Regions from separate parts of the Sus scrofa genome. Here region 2 is linked to region 1. Evidence: chromatin contacts called from public HiChIP or PLAC-seq data. All regions are on one chromosome and are shown on one strand. The core of a region is the stretch at or near the end of the contact, and the rest is flanking DNA. Distances in the headings are between cores, read along the strand shown. Region 1 holds the start of MARCH6 (membrane associated ring-CH-type finger 6). Region 2 overlaps CMBL (carboxymethylenebutenolidase homolog).

The links. HiChIP or PLAC-seq counts read pairs in DNA pulled down with a chosen protein or histone mark.
Region 2: an H3K27ac HiChIP or PLAC-seq map of skeletal muscle shows a contact between it and region 1, with 2.9 times the contacts expected there. The contact joins the enhancer-like site here to the promoter of MARCH6 in region 1. A contact is called at or near these places in 1 of 5 promoter capture datasets (liver), 11 of 47 Hi-C or Micro-C datasets (blood, fetal heart ventricle, liver and 5 more) and 2 of 2 datasets of contacts at active chromatin or transcription factors (alveolar macrophages and skeletal muscle).

What each region holds. Positions count from the first base shown.
Region 1 is chr16:72,125,072-72,129,250 of Sscrofa11.1, forward strand. MARCH6 (membrane associated ring-CH-type finger 6) reads right to left here and starts at 2,739. Exons shown (of 27, transcript NM_001130535.1): 1 at 2,543-2,739. The coding sequence starts at 2,561.
Region 2 is chr16:72,191,254-72,195,499 of Sscrofa11.1, forward strand. It overlaps CMBL (carboxymethylenebutenolidase homolog), which reads left to right. Exons shown (of 6, transcript NM_001244350.1): 2 at 263-496; 3 at 2,835-2,942. The coding sequence starts at 282. Among named protein-coding and RNA genes, the nearest start is that of CMBL, 23 kb to the left of the region's middle. Within about 2 kb of position 2,633, at least 4 of the 83 cell types and tissues checked have an H3K27ac peak or open chromatin away from gene starts, as enhancers often do. A contact at or near this core is called in liver and skeletal muscle, where this site is marked.

The sequences.
Region 1 (4,179 bases), core at 1,489-3,988:
ACACAGGTTTGATCCCTGGCCTCCCTATGTGGGTTAAGGATCCGGTGTTGCCATGGGCTGTGGTGTAGGTCGCATCCTGCATTGTTGCGGCTGTGGTGTAGGCCGGCAGCTACAACTCTGATTTGACCCTTAGCCTGGGAACCTCCACATGCTGTGGATGCGGCCCTAAAAAGACAAAACAAAACAAAAAAATTACATATATGATTCTTCTTACAAAGGAAGCAACAAAAACATAATTATCTCAACATCGGATACTGGGTATCCACTTACAAATATCTAATTTAACCACGGAGTCTGACAGAACTGAGTCTGAATCTCACCTTTGACATGTTACCTGCATGACTTTGGGCAAGTTACTTAATCATACTAACCCTTACTTTCTTCCATCTGTAAAAAAGGGAATGCTGTGTACCTAAAAGTGTTACGAGAATTAAATGAGATGTCTATGAAGTATTTAGTGAAGTACATGCCCTATATTAAGTCCTCAGTAAATTTTAGTTATTTCAAGAACAGCATTCAAGACAGTAAATATCATTTATACCTCACCCTTATTATAACTTTACAAGGAAAAAAACAGTGCACTAGAAGCACATAGAAAATATTTCTTTCAGGAGTTCCCTGTGGCTCAGCGGGTTAAGGACCCTGTGTTGTCACTGCAGCAGCTTAGGTTGCTACTGTTGCACCACTTTGACCCCTGGCCTGTGAACTTCCATATGCTGTGGTCAAAGACAAAAAAAATATATTTCTTTCATCATGATTCCACATAAACTTTCAGATTCTACAATTCCTGAATTACCACTATCACACCACACATTTAGTATGCAAACACTAAGTGCACAGGCTTAAAGAATGGGAGGAAAACATGCCAGTACATTATCAAGTGGTAAATAAACACAAGCCTTACTAAATTGAGTCATTAAAATCTGAATCCAGAAGTATGTGAAATCTATGGAGACGGAAATTTACACACAAGAATCATCTATCAAAAGAAGATAATTCCTAATAACCTCCTCAGCAGTGTCACTTGACTGTTTTTTTCCAAAGGAGTCGCCGGTGGTTATTACTTCACTCACTGTATATAATAAAAAAACTAAGACATAATGAAAACTATTTGTAATGAGAAGGCCTAGGTTCATATCTGTCTCTTAACTAGCATGTGAAGCTTAGACAAGTTATTTAAATAACTAAGCTTGGGAGTTCCCAGGAAGCTCAGCGGTTAAGGATCTGGCTTGTCACTGTTGAAGAAAGAAAGAAGCCAGCCAGCCTGAACTTCCGCATCTATAATACCCCCCGCGCTACTCCACGGGGCTCTTACTAAGATCAAATGTGAAGGCATGTAAATATGCTTTGTAAACTCAAGTATAACATGCGGCTACAGTTTGAAGTTCTTACTAAGACTTCTTTAAAAAATAATAAATTGTCTCCACTCATTACACATACAGTATCAAACTTCCTGTCACTCATTATTGCACGCCACAACAGTCCTCAAAGATCCTCATTTAAAATCACCAAAATCCATACGGTTGAAAGGTGCTTATCAGACAGCTACATAATATACCCGAAGCAGAAAGGTATCTTATCTTCACTGACATCCTACACATCAAGCATCAGGAGAGTAATTTCCTCTATGGACTCAGTAAAATTATTCGATAGACTCTAAAAAGATAAAACTGCTTAAAAAACAACCTAATTACCGTCAGCGGATAAGCAAATGCATTTCAATAGTCACAACTGTTCAGTTATGTATCCACGTATGTATTCAGTTTACAAGAGTCAGCTTGATCCAAAACAGCCACATCCAAAACACACACACACTCAACCAAGCAACACACGCACAAAACTCGGCTTATTGGTGTCAGGGATTAAGCACAAAATAAATCACACTGAAACAAAGGAATTCTACAGAGCACCCCTTCTGCGAATAACCCCGTTGGGCCTGCCTCGTCCCCGTTTAGTAAACAAATAATTCGGGACTCGCAAGCAGAGGATAAGGTTTTTAAATAGGGGTCAGTTGATTCCACTCAGCCGTCACCTGGCGGGGTATTTTTCGCTAAGTTTGAGTCAACAAAGAAGTTCTGCCGTGAAAGGGTCGGGCCCGCAGAGCTACGGGCAAAACGATATAAAGAAAGACAAAACCGAGTGGGGGAAGGGTGTGGAAAACGCCCCCAGACTCTGAGCGGCGACGACAGCGTCGTCCCCCGGGGCTGGCGGGACGGAGGGGTGGGGAGTCTCACCGGCCGCGGCCACCGCAGCCCCGACGCCCCCCGGCCCGGGCAGGGGCCCTGCCCTCCACGCGCGCGGGCGGGAAACGGCGGGGGGCGCCGAGGGGTCACCTTCTGTCCCCGCCGCCCCTCGCGCCGGGCTGCTCGGCGGGCAAACGGCCCGGGCGCCGGTCCCCCGCTGTCACCGCGCGCCTCCGCCCCGAGCCGAGGTGCCCCCAGCGCCGCCCGGGCCCCGCGGCCCGCCTGGAGCGCCGCAGACTGGGCGCGGGCCCAGCCCGAACCCGGGCGCGGGAGAAAGGGCGCGGGCGCCGCCGACTTACCTTCCTCGGCGGTGTCCATCTTGTCTGAGGGGGCGGCGGTGACGCAGCCGCGAAGCTCCTGTGGCCGAGGCCGGAGCCTTCCGGCCGGGGCGGGGAAAAAGGGAGGGGGAGGAGGGAGGAGGGAGCGGAGCCGGGCCCGGGCAGGTGTTTGTGCTCAGGTGCGAGAGAGGAAGCTAGAGGAAGGAGAGAGGGGAAGAGGGAGAGGGAGAGAGGCTGACAGAAAGCGGGCGACAGAGGGGAGGGGGAGGGTCGGGGAGAGCAGAGGGGCGAGGCCTGGGCGGGGCATGGAGGCGGAAGGGGCGGAGCGCCCCCAACGACAGGTGCCGTCATTTCCGGCCGCGGCGGAGGCGCGCACGCTCAGTGCGCGGTACCCGTGGGGGGCCATCCCGGCCCGGCCCGAGCAGCTGGTGGCCGCCGTCGTGGGCATTGGGCCTCCTGGACCTTGTCCTGAGGGTTGCGCGGGGCAGCGAGGCTGAAACCTTAGTAGGAGTTGAACTCTAATAACACTGAGGGAAGCAACAAAGAAGACACAACACGATGGAAGTGAGCAGCGTGAGCCAGCGCCTGACAGCGAGGCGGCTAGCCCAGCGCAGGCCGGGCGGCGGTGCAGGACAAAGACGGGTCCCAGGGCTGAAGAACTGTTACCTGGGACTTGTGAAATACGAGTTCTGCGCTATCGCGCCCGGAGATTCCGGTGCCGCGTGTCTGGAGCTGGCCCAGGAATATGCATTTTTGTTCTGCACGCGGGCAGTTCTGATGCATGTTTTGAGGAAGTACTAGAATGCCAATAAAATTAAAAAGTCAGAGTTCCCGACGTCACTCAGTGGTTAATGAACCCAACTAGTAACCATGACGTTGGGGATTCGATCCCTGGCCTGGCTGAGTGGGTTAAGATCTGGCTTTGCCTTGAGCTGTGGTGTAGGTTGCAGTCGAGGCTCTGATTTCCTTTGGCTGTGGCGTAGGCCGGCAGCTAGAGTTTCCATTGGACCCCTAGTCTGGGAATCTCCGTATGCCACGGCTGCAGCCCTAAAAAGACAAAAGACAAAAAGGAAGTAAAATGAAAAAGTCAGGCCCTATCATTACCATAGTTCTGCATTTGACTGGAAGAACTACAATAAACTGCTTAGGTTGGAGGTTGAAACAAACACCCTTCTCTAGGGGAAATCTGTTCAGATAGGGACAGAACTTGGTATACTGGGTTATGGACACTTAACCTGGCCAGGGCTAAATTGCTTCAGCCTTATGAAAGACTGAGCACGTTCTTTCAGTACACCACTTTTCCTCACCAAAGAATTATTTAGAAATTATTTAGAATTATTTAGAATTATTTAGAAATTATTTAGAACTATTTAGAAATTACTGATGAGAAAGGCCACCACCTTAGAATTACCTAAGTAGAACTAAAGATGTCTCTAATCCCAAGAAAATATATTTTAAACAATATGCAGATAAATTGCAGAAATAGATGCAAGAATGCTAGCCATCTCTTTTCTATCCGTGTGAGGAAAGGAATTGGGAAAATCTCCCACCTCTGAACTTCCTCAATCAGAATGAAACTGAGAATGAAAATAATGAAGTAGAATCCTTCAGAAAGAGAGCAGCCCTTGAAGACTAATGTCACTGATTTGACCAATGTC
Region 2 (4,246 bases), core at 1,383-3,882, 66 kb after region 1:
TACACCACAGCCACAGCAATGCCAGATCTGAGCTGTGTCTGCAACCTGTACCACAGCTCATGGCAATGCCGGATCCTTAACCCACTGAACGAGGCCAGGGATCAAACCTGCAACCTTATGGTTCCTAGTCGGATTTGTTTCTGATGCGCCACAATGGGAACTTCCTAAAATGAATTTTTTCAAATTATTTTGGTTTACTTTTTGTTTAAAATCTTAGGATTTGCAGCACTCAAGGGTATAATGCTTGTGTCTCTCTCCATAGCCTGACCTAAAAATCTCCAATGGCTAACGAAGCTCATCCTTGCCCGTGCGACATTGGCCATAGGATAGAGTACGGAGGGTTGGGGCATGAAGTTCAAGTCGAGCACATCAAGGCTTATCTCACTAAGTCCCCTGTGGACGCGGGCAAAGCAGTGATTGTCATTCAAGATATATTTGGCTGGCAGTTGCCCAATACCAGATACATGGCTGACATGCTTGCAGGAAATGGATACACGTATGTATACAATTATTTTCTTTCTTTCCTTCTTTCTTTTTCTTTTTTCTTTCTTTCTCTCTCTCTCTCTCTCTCTCTCTCCCCCTCCCTCCCTCCCTTCCTTCCTTCCTTCTTTTCTTTTTAAGGTTGCACCCGTGGTACATGGAAGTTCCCAGGCTAGGGGTCAAATCAGAGCTTCAGCTGTCAGCCTGTGCCACAGCCACAGCAATGCTAGATCTGAGCCGCATCTGTGACCTACACCACAGCTCATGGCAACGCCAGATCCTTAACCCACCGAAGGAGGCCAGGGATGGAACCTGCATCCTCATGGATCCCAGTCGGGTTCTTTAACTTCTGAGCCACGAAGGGAACTCCCTGTATAAAATTCTTCTTCTTTTCTTGGATTCATGTAAATTTCCATGATCTATTTTGTTCCCTTCGAAGGAAACAAAGCCAAGAGACCTTGCCTCTATTCTGATTTATGTGAGCTATTTTTTTTATCTCGCTGGGCTGTAGGTAAGTGGAGAGTGGCATGTGACAGCCAGTGTCCAATGGAAGCCAACTGCTTCCAACACGAGCCTTGGGCTTCGGGTTGTCCTAGGAGTGGCTGGCCCCGTAGACTTGTTGAAAGAATTATTTCCCGCTGTGGGCCCTGCCCAGATGCCAGTACGGGACACCTGGGGCAGGACTTGCCAGCTCTAAAATGGACCCATTACTTGGCCTTGAAGCATCTCTGCTTGGGGTCAGCTTTCACACTCAGGGCACCCATGGTTATCCTGCTCTGAATTAGACTGGCTTCCACACCTGGCATAGTGAGGCCTCACTCATCTCCCAAAGGTCATCTCATTGTCACATTGTGTGGCCACAGCCCTTTGGTGAATGCTGTCACCTCTTGGCTTCTCAGAGCCCTGGTGTCAGTAGCAGGTTCAGTAAAGCATGGAGGAGAGAGAGGAAGGACCATTTCTTCCTGTCCAGCTTCAGCAGGTCTTGAGTGTGGGGCACCCCTGTTCCCTTTGTCTTCTCGAAAGGAGGAGCTGAGAAGTTCCTGTCGTGGCTCCGTGGAAACAAATCTGACTAGTATCCGTGAGGACAGGGGTTCGATCCCTGGCCTTGCTCAGTGGGTTAAGGATCCAGCGTTGCCATGGGCTGTGGTGTAGTTTGCAGACATGGCTTGGATCTGGCATTGCTGTGGCTGTGGTATAGGCCGGCAGCTGTAGCTCTGATTCAACCCCTAGCCCGGGAACTTCCATCTGCAGATGTGGCCATTCAAAAAAAAAAAAAAAAAGTGAGTAAAGATGCCTAAGACTTACAAATCCCACTCACACTTACCTATTTTGCCTTCAAAATAATCCTCTGAGGTTTCACTGGGCTGTCTCTATCATATCAAGAAAACGAGGCCAAAAGTGATTAAATAGCTTGTTCAGGTTTCAGAGCAGAATGGGGCAGTTCTGGGACCTGATTCTGCTGACCCAGATTTCAGTCTTCTTGGGACCCCTGCAGGAGAAGCTGGCTTCCTCCATCTGTGGCTGTGACATGTATTAGGAACGGGGTCTCTGTCTGGAGCCATGTGGCCCCATTCCCCCCGGGGTTGACACACTTGGAAGGTTGAATGGACCCTTTATTTATTATTTATTTATTTTTTTAGGGCCGCACCTGCAGCATATGGAGGTTCCCAGGCTAGGGGTCAAATCTGAGCTACAGATGCCAGCCTAGCTCACAGCTATAGCAATGTTGGATCCTTAACCCACTGAGGGAGACTAGGGATCGAACCTGTATCCTCATGGATACTCATCAGGTTCTTAACCTCCTGAGCCACAACAGGACCTCCTCCGTGGTCCCTTTTGGACCCTGCATGAGACCATACCCTCTGGGCAGGACCTGATAGCCTGTTGGCATCCTGGCCGGAGGCTGGGAAAGTGCTTGGTCACGGTGACTGGATCACTCACCAAGTGTGCCCTCCTGGCCTGAGGCTGACACGAAAGGCCAGCGGAGAGGCACAGGTCTCAGGGGCAGGAAGGGAGCTCTGCCCGCCCAGGCCCTCTCCAGTGCTGCTGCCGGGAACCTTTGTCCTGGGGCATCACATCTAAGGGGCATGTGCCCAGCCAAGGCCTTGGCACGCCAGGTGGGCTGGGCTCTGGGCAGGCTGCCAGCGCCCGGGCACCTTGGGTTTGTGAAATCTGAGATATTCTGGCCTGGAACCAGTTGGCGTCTTTGCTGCGATCACAGTTGGCCCTCGAGGCACTACTTTTCTTCTCCCGTGGTCTGGAACCACAACCTGGCATGTTTCTAAATGAATGTAAGCAAATATGGAGTCCCCGCAGCTCTGACGCTACACTCGCTGAATGTCCCTTTTTTCCAGAACCATCGTTCCAGACTTCTTTGTAGGACAGGAGCCGTGGCACCCCTCTGGGGACTGGTCCACTTTCCCTGAGTGGTTGAAGACCAGAGATGCCAGAAAGATCAACAGGTGAGTTACGAGGACCTTACCAGCCGGTGTGGCTGTGTTCCTGGTGCCCCCAGGGCTGCCAGGGAGTGGAGGACTGAGGGGACAGGGAGGGTCTGGGATCATCATTCAGATCCCCCCCCACCTCCCCCCTTCCCCATCAATGAACCTCGGAGGCCACAGCCAACGGAGCCCTTCCTGAAGCACAAAAGGAACCGGTTTCATGTAGCACAGTTCATACAGTGGAAGGTTAGCAACCAGCAAGCACCCTGCTGGCCAGCAAGCTTGCTTGCTTCTCTCTCTGGAATGTTCTTTGGGCCTGATTTTCCTTGACAGTTGGGCTCTGGGGGTTCAGAGATCAGTATTCTCTCCTCCTGGCTGAGAACCAGTTGAAACAAGCAGAGAGACTAGAGAAAAGGACCTACTTGTCCTCAGTTGATTGGAGCGGAGGCTTTTGATCCGAGGCCCCAAGGGCCACCCCTCCTCCAGGGAAACTTTGGGTCTTTAGAGCAGCCCCAGCAGACCAGGACTGCTGTCCCGACAGGGTCCGCGAGAAGCAGTGGGAAGAAAAGCGGGGATCCCACAGGATGGCAGCCTTTGTTAAATTGGCTTCACCCAGTCCAGAAGCAGGGCGACACTCAGCTGTCACTCAGATCCCCTCTTGTTTTTGTTTTTGTTTTTTAGGGCTGCACCTGTGGCATATGGAGGTTCCCAGGCTGGGGGTTGAATCAGAGCTGCAGCTGCCGGCCTACGCCACAGCCACAGCAATTGGAGATCCAAGCTACACCACACCACAGCTCACTGCAGTGCCAGATCCGAGCCGCGTCTTCAGTGTACACTGCAGCTCCCAGCAATGCTAGATTCTTAACCCCCTTAGCAGCGCCAGGGATTGAACCCAAGTCCTCATGGATACTAGTAGGGTTTGTTACACTGAGCCACAGCGGGAACTCCCAGATCCCCTCTTCTTTATCTGGAGGATTAGGATGGAGTGGGAAAGAGGCAGGAATGAGGAATCAGGAAAGAGGTTTTCCTGAGCAGGAAATCCTGAGCCCAGGACAAAGGGTTCCCCTGATACCAGCCCCTAACTCACCTTGACTGTGTGTCCTTCCAGACACTTCTCTCCCATCCTCTGACTTTGTCCCACCTCACCTGTGAGCCTCAGGTGTTTGATAAGCTGCTCCCCAAGCCCAGGCTGGGGCAGGTGCCGGTAACGTGGCCCCCTGCCCATGGCCACTTGGTCTCTGGAACTCTGCTCCTCCAGGGTAGGCTCTGGGCTGATGGCCCTCTGGCTCCTGGGCTGCTGGACCCCGGGCAGACCTCTGCTCACA